Linked DNA regions of Rattus norvegicus: region 1 is linked to region 2. Evidence: chromatin contacts called from public Hi-C data. All regions are on one chromosome and are shown on one strand. The core of a region is the stretch at or near the end of the contact, and the rest is flanking DNA. Distances in the headings are between cores, read along the strand shown. Region 1 holds the start of Tnfsf10 (TNF superfamily member 10). Region 2 holds the start of Nceh1 (neutral cholesterol ester hydrolase 1).

Region 1 (3,588 bases), core at 483-2,982, 130 kb before region 2:
AGCCTTGTTGGACTGAGAAATGTGATAATTTGTGTTAATATTTTGTCTAGGCTCCGCCCCACAGTTACCTGGCAGCAGCCAGGTGTGCCTGGCTCACTATAAAAGGGATGACTCTCCTCCTCCTCCCCTCTCTCTTGTTTTCTTGCTCTCCATCTGTCCTCTTTCCCCTTCCCCCTCTCTCCACATGCTCATGACCAGCCTCTTTTCTCTCTCTCTCTCTCTCTCTCTCTCTCTCTCTCTCTCTCTCTCTCTCTCTCCCTCCCTCCCTCCCTCTCTCTGTCTTTCTCTGTCTCTACTACCGTCTCAGCTCCCCTCCCCATGCCCTCAGGGGGAAGGGATGCCTCAACTTGGGCCCACAGAAGCACCTCCTTCCCACACACCAGACTTCACATTCACTAAATATATTCCTTCCCCCATCTTTTTGTAAAACACAGTATTTGGTTCCATGACTCGGATTCAAACGAGATTGCTGCAGCCACAATGCAGAGTACTAACCACTAACCAATCACAGGGAGAGACAAATTGCTAACACTTTGAGCTTCTACTCTGATTTTAGTTCAGATCCATGCTATTCTCCCTGACAGCTTTTCAAAGTGTGACTTGTCTATGTGAGAATTTTTCAGATCCACCTCTTTGTCTGGAGGACAGTGGTTATTATAGACTCACAAGTGGTCAAAGTGCAGACAGGATAGATGTGTGTTGAGCATGGGGTAATCTATGCCCCTCCTTTACCTCAAGGTCCAGGCAACTGCAGAGCAGTCTAGGGGATTAGCTCAGTCAGTGAAAGGCAGCAATGAGTTCAAGGTTCAGTGAGAGGTGGAGAATAAGGGAGAAAACAACTGGCATTTATCTCTAACTGCCAAATTGTGTGCTCCTCTCTCCCTCTCCCTCTCCCTCTCCCTCTCCCTCTCCCTCTCCCTCTCCCTCTCCCTCTCCCTCTCCCTCTCCCTCTCCCTCTCCCTCTCCCTCTCCCTCTCCCTCTCCTTCTCCCTCTCCCTCTCCCTCTCCCTCTCCCCCCTCCCCTTCCTCCCTCCCTCCTCTCTCTCCCTCTTTTCCTCTCTCTCTCCTTCCCTCTACCTCTCTCCCTCTTTTCCTCCCTCTTCCTCTCTTTTCTCTCTCCCTCTCTCTTCCTCCTCTTCTCGCTCCCATTCTCCCTCTCTCTACCTTTCTCTTCCTTCCTCTTCTCTTTTCTCTCTCTTCCTCTCTCTCCCTCTGTCTCCCTCTGTCTCCCTCTGTCTCCCCCCACCCCAACACACACACACAAAAGGAACTCTACAGCACTTCACAGAAAGCATTTGTGCAAGGTGACAGTGCTAACTGCACCACTCACAGACACTTTTGAAAGGCTAGCAAACTTCCTCCGGGGGTGCCAATATATCCACTGGTAGCTTTCAGAGCCTGTTCTGTAACTACAACTGCTTGGAAGTCTGCCAACTTGCAGCTTTACAAAGTCCTCTCTTTATTAGCAGTTAGAGTCTACCACTGGGACAGACATATTTGAGTCCAGAGCTAAGCTTTCAAAGAAGAGCAAGCAGAGGCAGAGCACAGACAGGTACCCAGCTGCTGCTGAGACCACATGGCTACTAACCTGTTTCACCTCGTTGTTGAAGTACATGTAAGTCACAGCCACAGTCAAGGCCTGCAGGAGCACCTGCAGGAGCACTATGCAGATCACCGTCATCGTGAAGTGCTGACTGAAGCTGGGGCCCTTCAGGTTCCCGGTGGAAGGCATGCTGTTGTCTAGGTCTGACTTCCCCCAGAGCAGTCTTGCATGCAGCCCTGCAGCAGTGAGAGGGAAGACCTCAGTTAGAAAACAAATTGCTCACGTAGTTTCTTTTTACGGTTGAGAGCAAAAGTGAAAGTGAATTTACAGCCACGAAAGTAGGGGAGGAGGTTATATCCACCCTATGTCTTGGACTGAGGACTTAGCCCTACCACTCCGAGAGCTCACTCTGGTGATACAGGTAAGCCCAGTTCCGGGACTTTGAGATGGTCCATCCCAACATCTACCCCATCTAAGAACTGCTGGAGCATGTGAAAGGGCCCGTCCTGCTCATCCAAAGCTGCAGGATCTCCAGAGCACAGGGCAATAGCAGGATAACTGGGAGGAGTCTCAGTGAGGATCCAATATTGAAGGTGTCACAGAAGTCAGAGACCTCAAACCAGACCAATGACCATCGCTGTGGACATTTGCAAGAGAAGATGTGTGGACAGAGGGATAGCCTGTGGGACACACTGGGACGCTCTACAGCTTCTATGATGGGATGTTTTCTATGCTTTGCTTTGCTTTATTTATTTTGTTCTCTGTATTTTTATTTTGTGTGGGGGGAGGAGTTACAAGGCAGACAGTGATTACAAGGGGACAGGGAGATGAATGGGACTGGAGTGTATATGATATGAAACTCACAAAGAATCAATAAAAAGTTCATTTGTTTGCTTTTAAAAACTTAAAAAAAATCCCAGCTGTTGAATTTTACCAATGAAAAGTCGGGAGCCAGATGCTGGGATGAAAACCTACTAGCTCAGACAGGCAGAGAAAGCACCCAGCTAACCTTCCTACTTTACCCAAGTCCCAGAAGGAAAAGACTCCACCAACATTCCAAAAGGAAAACACTCTTCTTCTCCGTGCTCAACTCAAAGATTCAGAGCTTTCTGTTTACTATGTTCACTCCTGGTCAACTGGTTACTTGCTTCGCCTCTTGACCTAGAATTGACTTTATTTGGCTCTTGGATTAAAGTGTGTGCTACGGCTGAACTACACCCCAACTACTTGTTTACAGTAAACGGAAAGCTCTAGGATCAAAGGCTGGGCCATAGCACAATTAGAAACAGTTCACAATCTCAGGTTCACAATGTGACCAAATGTCCTGCAACAACCACCTCCAGCTCCCAGCCCATTGTTTGTGACTCTCTGAGGCCCTGGCAGGTTCTAGCAACAATGTTGCTTTTGCTAATGGTGCTAATTTCTATGCACCATATGACATCTTTCTGGCTGGTATCCTATCATGAGGAACAAAAGGGAATCCACTTGAACTCAAATTCTCTCAGGTCTGCAGATGCTCCCTGCCTTGCAGGAAGATTCCTTTAGTGACTACTTAACTGCAAAGCCAAGACTCCCTCCCAGCAAGGGAGGGCGTCACCTGTTTAAGGGCCTTTAGAAGTAGTGCTCTACTGTGGTGCTGTAATTAAGTTACCATCTTCTTGAGACAGTCTCTCACTGAAACTAAAGCTTACACAGGATCCTCCTGTCTCTGACTCCTGAGCCCTGTGATCACAACCACAGACCACCAGAGCCACCAGGAGTGTAATGATCCAAGCTAAGGTCCTCATGATCACACAATGAACACTTTACCATCATCCCAGCCCCACCCGTTGCCTCTTTTTTAATGACTTGGGAGCTTGGGAGTTTAAAATAATGTTTCCACTTTGCTTTTGTTTGGTTGGTTTTTTTCTTTTCTTTTTTTTTTTTTACACTTTTTAATTATTGAAAGGGAATGAAGAGTAGCCTGTAAAAATAACATAAACCAAATCCTTTGCTCATGTGTTCATAGCCACATTTTTGTTTCTCTTTCTTTTCTAATAGTATTT
Region 2 (3,618 bases), core at 863-3,362:
TTAGGACCTGAAGGCCAGTTAGAACAACATAGCAAGTTTGAGGCCAGCTTGCTTGAGACAGGTGGCAAGGTCTGGATTCTAAAAACCAGAATTAAACAACCTATAATCTGAACACTAGGGATAATTTAAGGACTGCATAGAAGCTCATACCCAGCCTCAGCCTCAACACCACCCCCCCACCCTCCCACCCACACACAGAGTGCAGACAGGTCTTTAACGTCAGTATGAAGAACTGCCAGCTTGACCCACATAGTAAATTCCAGCACTGGGGAGGCAAAGGCAGGATTGAGAGTTCGAGACTACTCCGGGCTACACACTGAGTTCAGTGGGCTACCCACGGAGTCCAGTTAGAGCTGCACACTGAGACTCTGTCTAAAAAACATAAAGAAAGAAAGAAAGAAAGAAAGAAAGAAAGAAAGAAAGAAAGAAAGAAAGAGAGAGAGAGAGAGAGAGAGAGAGAGAGAGAGAGAGAGAGAGAGAGAGAGAGAGAGAAAGCAAAACCAGCTGGAGCTTATGAGTTAAAAGCATTGGCCCTGGGTTCATTCCCAGCACCCACACAGAGGCTCACCGCCCTCTTTAACCACAGTCCTAACATCCTCTTCTGGCCTCTATGGAGACTCCACCCACGTGGTACACAGATACACATGCAGGCAAAACACCCACACAGAAAAATTAATAATAAAATTTTAATGCATGTTTATATATCTTTAAAAAAAAAAAAGACCTGGTAGGTAGTGGCGCATGCCTTTAATCTCAGCGTTCCTGGGGCAGCTGCAGGCGAGTTGGAGGCTAGCCTGGTCTACAGAGAAAGTTCCAGGATAGCCGGGGTTATAAAGAAACTTTGTCTCGAAAAACAAAACAAAACAATATTAAGGCTCAGTGTTGGGCAAAGATAGAGTGTGGCTTGATTGTGGAGAAGCTCTGGAAACCTACATAACGTAGACTACTCAAAAATACGATGCAGTCATGGCGTTCAACCTTGGCAACAGACTGTGCTTCTGATACTAAAAGCAATTCTCCTACCGTGGAATAAACCAATGACACAGTCCTCCCGCCGGGGGAGCAATGTTCATGAGCAGGATACAGTGCAGAGTAATGCCACCCTGCAGGTTAAAAAAGGCCACAACGGCTCTGGCTCAGGCCAAGGTTATCTCCCAGACATCGAAGGACGCAAAACAAAGGCTGCAGACAAACAGAAAACAACCTTCAAACAAGGACCTTTAACGACCCTCCGGGCCTGCCAGCCTCCCGGCCTTCTTTTCTTCCGCTGAGCTGAGAGGTGCCAGGGAGAGAACCGAAGGTCAGAGCGGTTCCTCCTAGCTTGCGGTCTCCAAAACGGAGCGCTAAGGCCTGGGGACTTTGGGAGGCTGGCGCGTCGCTACTGCTCATCGGGGAATCACAATCCCCTTAGCTAAAAAACATTTAACTCTTCCTTTGCCAGCCAGTGGCACAACGGAGGTGGGGGCAGGGTGGTTTATAAATTGCTAAAGGCTTTGGCTCAAGACACAGCGAACCAAGAAAGCAGGGGCGCTAATTAGGACCTGGGAAAGGTTAACAGCTGTCAGAGACGCCAGGCGAGAACTTCGCCTGTTTCCAGACTCACATCTACCCGCCGACTTCAAGGATGCGAACACCGGTGGTCGGGCTAGGAGTCCTGGGGAAGCGTGCACTCGGAAAAAACATGGGTGACACCGGGCGCCCCCACTGCATTACAAGGATGCAAACAGGACACCCTCAGAGCCCGGGGATCGGAAGAAGCGACAGGGAGAGGCAGATGCGCATTCACGGAAACACGGGATATCCCTATTGCAGGACAAGGATGCAAATGTGACATCCTCAAAGGGCCCACGGGCAACCGGGGTAAGCGATGGGGGTTTCGTTTAGGGGAGCAGGGACGACACGGGGCATCCCCCTTTCGCTCTGCTCACCACTTGCTGCGCGCCGCGGAAAGTGGCATCCAGCAGCATCAGTTTCCAGGGGTCGGACACAGCGCTGGGCAGTGGGATGTACACGTAGTAGGCGACTAGCGCCAGCAGCGCGGCCAGTAGGACGCATGACGACCTCATTGTCCCCAGGCCCGGCTGTCCGGAGCTGACCGCAGTATGGTGCGATGGTACCCGGAGACGACCAGCAAGTTTCTGCCAGCCGCAGCTGCTCTTTCACGTGTTCCTCCTCAGGCTGCGAGCCAATCACAAGCTGCGTCGGGAGGAAGTGGGAGCGCGGATGTGCCCCCTCCGTGGTGTCCTCGCGAAGAGCCGCTGGCTCGCCAGGTTTCAGGAAACAGAGTGGTGCAGCCCAGAGGACGCACAGCAACCCCTGGCGGACACTGTGAGTATGACTGCCTGCGATGCCAAGCTGCCTCTGAAGGTGTGTGCAAAAGGGGTTCCGGGTCAGCCTGAGCTACTTGAAACTGTCTCAGAAGAGAAACTAACAGTAACAAACAAACAGACAAACAATAAATAAGTAGTGTTTGGCACACATAACTGCTAATCTTGGTTTCGAAAGGAGAAGACATAAGGATGAAAGCCAAGGTCATCCTGGACTACATGACAAGTTTGAGGCCATACTAGATGAGAGACCCTGTCACAAGAAAATCAAAATATCAGACAAATAAGCAAATAGAAAACGCAAATAGTTGCACTGTGAAACTTCCAAAGCATGTAAATCATCTGATCCAAAACAAAGATACTATTGTAAAAGATAATAAAATCCTCTCTCTAGAGAAAGACTTGGAACAGTATGTAAATTCAGTAAGTGGTTTTAAATGAGAGTTTCTGAGCATGGTGGTACACACAGCCTGGTCCACGTTGTAAGTTCTAAGCCATCCAGGGCTACATGGTGAGACTCTATGGGGGTGGGGCATGGCACAACACACACACACACACAGAGAGAGAGAGAGAGAGAGAGAGAGAGAGAGAGAGAGAGAGAGAGAGAGAGAGAACACCTGATTTCTCATAGCTCCAGCAATAAGGCCAGTATAGCTAGCCTCCTGTGTGAGCTTCCAAACGTCCTTTTCAGCTGGGCATGGTGATAACACCTGTAATCTCAGAATTGGAGGAGACAGGAGGACCAGGGCTTTGAGGCAAACCTGGGTTATGTGAAACGTTGCTGGAGAAAAAAGTCTGGGAGTTCAGTTCAATGACAGAGAGCTTGTCTCACACACACAAAGCCCTGATTTTAGTTCTCAGTACTATATATGATAAGTATATAATAACTATATATATAATTAATATAGCAAGCACTATATGTAATAAGATCTTATTTAAAACATTTGTTTTTAATCATGTGATGTGTGTATCTGTGTGTGGAAATGTGCACAGGAGAACATGTGCTCCTGGATGCCAGAAGAAAGCATCAGATCCCCTGGAGCTGGGGTTATAGGTGATCCTGAACATCTTTTTTTTTAAAAAATATCATTTATTTAATAATGTGTATGAGTACACTGTAGCTGTCTTCAGACACACCAGAAGAGGGCATAGGATCACACTACAGATGGTTGTGAGCCACCATGTGGTTGCTGGGAATTGAACTCAGGACCTCTGGAAGAGCAGTCAGTGCTCTTAACCACTGAGCCATCCCTCCAGCCCCCGATCCCGAGCACCTTGACATGGGTGCTGG

The links. A called contact is a pair of places that touch in the nucleus more often than the background predicts.
Region 1: a Hi-C map of mammary epithelial cells shows a contact between it and region 2, with 1.8 times the contacts expected there. The contact joins the promoter of Tnfsf10 here to the promoter of Nceh1 in region 2. A contact is called at or near these places in 2 of 12 Hi-C or Micro-C datasets (hepatocytes and mammary epithelial cells).

Annotation. Positions count from the first base shown.
Region 1 is chr2:112,135,083-112,138,670 of GRCr8, reverse strand. Tnfsf10 (TNF superfamily member 10) reads right to left here and starts at 1,732. Exons shown (of 5, transcript NM_145681.2): 1 at 1,589-1,732. The coding sequence starts at 1,732. It overlaps LOC134485891 (a long non-coding RNA gene), which reads left to right and starts at 1,773. Exons shown (of 2, transcript XR_010064206.1): 1 at 1,773-1,964.
Region 2 is chr2:112,002,171-112,005,788 of GRCr8, reverse strand. Nceh1 (neutral cholesterol ester hydrolase 1) reads right to left here and starts at 2,112. Exons shown (of 5, transcript NM_001127524.2): 1 at 1,929-2,112. The coding sequence starts at 2,066. LOC134485890 (a long non-coding RNA gene) reads left to right here and starts at 1,059. Exons shown (of 4, transcript XR_010064205.1): 1 at 1,059-1,860; 2 at 2,076-2,328.